2 separate regions of the Sus scrofa genome follow, and region 2 is linked to region 1. A link is a contact called in public Hi-C data. All regions are on one chromosome and are shown on one strand. Each heading gives the region's core, a stretch centred on a gene start, on an enhancer-like site or on the middle of the called end of the contact. The rest is flanking DNA. Distances are from core to core; before and after follow the strand shown.

Region 1 (2,700 bases), core at 197-2,696:
CCCCAACCTTGCTCACCACCTGCCACTGTTCCTTCAGTGTGTCCAGCCCAGAAGCATCTTGTGCGCCCTCTGCCCTGACCCCGACCCAGGGGGCCACCATGCCCCTTCCAGCAATTCTAAAATCACTCTAAATCCCATCCCACTGTGCTCTCCCCACCAAATGGCAATGCTTCTCTGCCCATTTTTCGGCCTAACTTATTTCCCCCCTCCTGCCAGCTCACCTTCACACTCCCTCATTGAAAGTCCCGCCCCCACTATTTCCAACCTCCATAAGCACTTCCCAGGAAACCCCCCAATTCTACCTACCTCTGCTCTCCTAAGCCACGCTATTCCATAAGTCGCAACAAATTCCACCATCCCCAGATGGCAAGCGCCCACTTCAAGCTCAGGTCTCAACCCAGGCCAAGCCCCTCACCCCCAGCTCCTACCACCTTCATCAGCCAGCCCGAGGTCCACCTCAAATTCCGCCCTCCTTAATTAACATCCCCCGAGGGTCCTACTAACCCTGTAATCCAACTCTCTATTCAAATAAACCCCCGACCCCGCAACCCGGCCCGGATCCCAAGCTGTCAATTGCTCCAGGCCAACCCCAAATTCACCACCCTCACGCAGTCCCCTCCCCCATTAGAAGCCATCCCCCTCCAGTCTCATCATCCATTTCGCCCCAAACCACCCAAATTCCACCCCAATCCTACAACCCCACGCTCCTGTCCCAGGTCTGGTCACTCCCCATTAAAAGTCCCCTTCCCTAGCCGCTCCCCCCCAACCTGCTAGTGTCCCACCCTCACCCCACCCCCAGCCCGCGCCAGGACAAGTCTCCCCGGCCAGCCCGCCGTTCCATCGCAACCTCAGCCCCCTTCCCCCAGCCCGCGAGGGCACTCCGTGCCCCGACTCTCATTCTCCCCAGTACCACCGGCCCAGGCTCAGGGAGAGCGGACCGGCGTTGGGAGGGGGGGGATCGCCTCACCGGTGAGCCGCTGCAGGCGAAAACGGCGGCGGCGGCGGCTGAGACGACGATGCCCTTGTCTTCTCTGAAGGCTACGGAGGCGACGCTCTCGCTCCCTCGCCCGTGTCCAGTAAGGAGGCGGATGGCGCGCAGGGACCGGGAGCCTCCTCCTCCTCCTCAGCGACTCGGCTCTGAATCCTCTGCAGTAGCCGCCGAGGAGCCCGACGGGTGGGGGGAGGGGACGCTGGGCTGCGGGCGAGGGAGGAGGAGGCTGAGGGAAGGGGCGGGGGACCGCTGAGAAGGGCTGGGAAGGAGGAGCCGGCGCGGCGCCGCGACACATCCCACAGCCTCAGCGCGCCTGGACCACAACTCCCGGCATGCCCCGCTCCGACCCGCGCTCAGCCTGCGCCTCCCGCCCCCGCACTCGTTGCGGAGGGACCGCTCTCTTCCCGGTCACAGACAATGGAATAAAGCCAGCTCTCCGCGGGGGGCTTTTGTAGACTCAAAGACCACATACGAGGGAAAATTAGGTCGCCCCGCTGCCCCATCCCCCAAAGGACCATGTTTGTGGCGTCTCTTCGCGGGCACGCGCACACTCCCATATAGACCCCCCCACTACCACCACTTCCCGCCGAACTACATTTCCCAGCATGCCCTCACAGCCTCGCGCCCTGCTTCCGGGCCCTTCTCAGACTCTGTACTACAGTTCCCAGGGAGCGTGGTTCTTGTGAAACGCTGGGAGATGCAGTTCTCAGTTCTTCCTCCATGTTAAGCCTAAGAAGTGAAAGAGAGAAAAAAGGGAAGGAAATATGCCAACCCATCGAGAACAGGCCTAGATAGACTAGTTCACCTTGGAGTCTGTACTCTTTTCGCCATCTCCGTCGCCACTGTCTCTCACTAGACAAACGCAGCGGCTCCTCCTGGTCTCTCTGCAAATCCGGACGATTTGGCACCTTGAACCCAAAGGAAAAAAAAAAGCGTACCTCTTGACGCAGCCTCATTACTTTTAAGAATTTACCTTAAAAAGAAAATCAACAATTTGGAAAAGATGAATGCACAAGGTTGTTATATGAGGTTGTTGATTATAGAGTCCATCCATAGGAACTGGTTAAAGTAAATTGCATATACAAACAATATACTACTAAGCAGCCATTCAAAATACTGATATGAATCTGTTTCTTGACATCAAAATCTATTCTAGAGCGGGGGAAATGCTAAGAACAGTATGTTTAGAATGATCCAATTTATGTGAAGCTTGGGACAATATAAGATTTCAGGAAAGAGGTTTCCCAAAATAATCTGTCATTATCTTGGAGAAAAGTGTCAGATTTCAAATAACTTTTATTTTAATATTGCCTGCATTGTTTAAAAAGAGCACATAAGTTTTTAAGCTTTTAAGACTATTTTCCAAAATATAATTTCCAAATTCAACAACAATTTGTCTTTGCTACCTAAAAGCTTTCCATGGCTTTCTGTTGCCCTCTGTGGTGATCCAAGACTGCCTGGTTTTTCTGTGAGCTCAGCATTTCCACTATTAAAACAATGAATGGTGGTCATGTAGAATCATAAAAGAACATTAAGTTAGTAGGGAGGGCTTTCTCAATTTTTATTGTCTCTTCTCAAATTTTTCCTTCTGGTCTTTCCACACCTATTTCCTCCTTTTCTCCTACTCATTCTTGAAACTCAAGCCAAAGTCCTACCCTCCCCAGAACATTTTAGACACATTGATTTTCCTTATATCTGAGTTCTTATAG
Region 2 (2,700 bases), core at 9-2,508, 2.6 Mb after region 1:
GCAGCCTGTCTTTCCATTTCTACTCCACTACCTGTCACCCTGACATTCGTCTTAGAGGAAGACACTTGAAGTCAGAAGACCGGGGATTATAAAGCCCAATTCTCTTCAATTCCCAGCTTTGTGAAATTTGGTGAATTCTTGACTATCTGTGTTTTTCGCATTCATAGTAGGGGGTACTCTGAATTATACCTGCCTCACTAAGATACTATGAGCCTCACCTCAAACAACGTATGTTAAACTATATTAAAGTTTCATTCACCATCTTTCCAAAAGTTCTTAACAATAACCACTTTCCTGGGCCTCAGAAAAGATTTTTAGCTAATGAGCAAATAGCACACAAATGCTGTTATTTATTTTCTCTTCGTAATTTACATCTCCATTCAAGTACAGCCTCACGTTTGTACAGTGGTCCAAAATTGAAAAACAATTTTCTCCTACGCTGTACCTCACAACATCCCCATAGGATAATATTAACCCAATATTTTACAAGAAAACACTCCTTCCCACTTGAACATTTTTTTAGAAAAATCAGATTCGATGTTATGTACAAAATTACAAGGGCGGGCAGTCACAACACTCGAATGGACCTTCAACAATAGCAGGCACTGGCTTCGATCTTTGGCAGCCATTAACTATATACTGGACCCTTTTTTTTCATCTGTAAAATAGGAGCGACAATACCCTCTTCACACACTTGTTCTGTAGTTAAATAAGAACAAAGGCTGAAGAGTGAACCTACCACGCCGCAGAGCCTCAAACAAATGCCTTTGCCTTCTTGCCTCTGACAGATAGAGCACTAGCATTCCCACTGGACACGGGTTGAAACCCGAAGTCGAGAACGCTCGAATTGTCCTTCTCCACTTGCAATTCCGCGCCCCCTCCAGATCGGGTCCGCGCCACTAGGTTGTCCACGGTGACACGTCTCGTAGCGTGGATTCTCTCTCCTCCAGCTGCGGCTGGCGGGCCTGGAAGCCGCTTAGAATTGCTCCCAAGCCGCTGAGGAATCCGATCCTAACCCTATACGGCCATACCGGCACGAAGCTGCTTTCCCACTGCCCCTAACACCCCCCCACCAGGGTAAAGGTCGCGGGAAAACCTCAGCTCCATCCGCCGACGCCATCTTGACCGGTACGTGTGACGCCACACGTAGCGGAGAGCGCAGCCCATTGGCTCAGAGATCGCAGCGGAGGAGAGGCGCGAGAAGCGGCGAGGAGGGGTTGGAGAAGACGCCAGGGAAACTACAATCCCAGCCTTCCTTGCGCGTGCGACTGCACTCTGAGAGCGAAAGAGGAGGGCGTTTGGCCTCGGACCACAACTCCCAGCACTCCCTGCGAGGTCTCTCCTTTCCTTTCAAAACCTGGAGGAAAAGAGGGACGCGGAGAATGGAGGCCTTCTGGTGTCCGTTCTCCGAAAGGCGGGAAAGGCAAACTACACCTCCCGACTGGCAGCGCGCCGCTGCGCCTGCGCCCTGATACCTGTCGCCATCTTGCCCCTTCTGAGGCACCGCAAACAAACCCAATTCCTGGTGTCCCCTAGTTTTGGCGGAGGAGCCTTTTAGATGAGCCCAGAAAGGCCGGGCAGGTGAGTGACTCTCAGACAGGGCGCTGGGAAGAGCTGGCAGGGTAGCCAGTCTGGAGGAGCGCCGGACCAAGCAGTCGGAGCCCGGCTTGGGGTGGCCAGTCCCATCCTCCGTTGTCTCCTAACGGGATCGTGGGGCTCCCCGAGGTGGGCTGAGGGGGGCTCTGGCACGCCTGGTGCTGGGATTGCGGGGGTCCAGCTCTGGGAGCCTCCCGGTAAGTCTCGGTCGTCTGCCTGGCTGTCCGAGCGTCCACTGTTTCTTTCCGTTGTCCTCTGTGCTGAGGAGGGAGCGAGGCGCTGATGCCTCCCGGGGCCCCTGCCTCCGGCTACTGGTCCTGCGAGGACTTGGGTCGCAAGCTTGACATTGAAGTGGGTACTGAGTGGCATCGGTGAGGAGGGTGGGCGGGCTGCTCTTGTTGTGGTGCTGCGGGAGTGAGTGCGTGTTTGGGGAGGGGGCGGGGCGGGCTTGCCTCCTTGACACTTGAGTAAGGGGAAGGATTAGATAGGATTCGGGTTCCCGGAGCCCGCTCCGGGAACCTCTGCCCAGGTCTCCAGTGCGGTCCGGCCCCGCGGTGGGGTCCGCCGGCGGGGACGCGTCGGGATGCCGTGACGTGGTGCTTGATTCCGGCGGTCGCCGGCCGCCTCCAAGATCCTGTCGGGAGGCGGGGACTGGCTTGTGGAGGGAGCGGATTCCTTTGGCTCTGCCCCTTCTTCCTCCTCCCCACCCCTTTTCTTTATGTCATTCTGCCGACTGGGGCGCGCAGTCCTGTTCTCCTTGCCCTGGGTTGGTTCTCAGCTCAGAGGACTATGGGAAGTAGGGGGAGGGGGTTCAACTCCAGGCATGGAGTTGGAGTTGCAGCCCCAGCGCCAGGAACGGGATGTAGCAGTTATTTCGGGTCGGTGCTTGACTCCTAGAATAGGTAGTGAGCTCGCTCAGGCATGCATGCATGCATGCATTCATTCATTCAGGTTACTCGCTGTTCTCAATCATTCATTTATTTGTTTAACAAATATTTATCGCGGATCTACCGTATGCTAAGCAGGTATTATGCAAGCGCCCAGCGCTGTTGTCTTTTTCTCTACACCAAGGAATTCCCAGTGCCAAGTTCCTGACATCTAAAT

What was found. A called contact is a pair of places that touch in the nucleus more often than the background predicts.
Region 2: a Hi-C map of liver shows a contact between it and region 1, with 10 times the contacts expected there. The contact joins the promoter of EMSY here to the promoter of FAM168A in region 1. A contact is called at or near these places in 1 of 5 promoter capture datasets (liver) and 1 of 47 Hi-C or Micro-C datasets (liver).

Annotation. Positions count from the first base shown.
Region 1 is chr9:8,070,565-8,073,264 of Sscrofa11.1, forward strand. FAM168A (protein FAM168A) reads right to left here and starts at 1,447. Exons shown (of 8, transcript XM_021062480.1): 1 at 968-1,447.
Region 2 is chr9:10,626,795-10,629,494 of Sscrofa11.1, forward strand. It overlaps EMSY (BRCA2-interacting transcriptional repressor EMSY), which reads left to right and starts at 1,259. Exons shown (of 20, transcript XM_021062538.1): 1 at 1,259-1,581. LOC102163793 (a long non-coding RNA gene) reads right to left here and starts at 1,175. Exons shown (of 3, transcript XR_001298634.2): 1 at 740-1,175.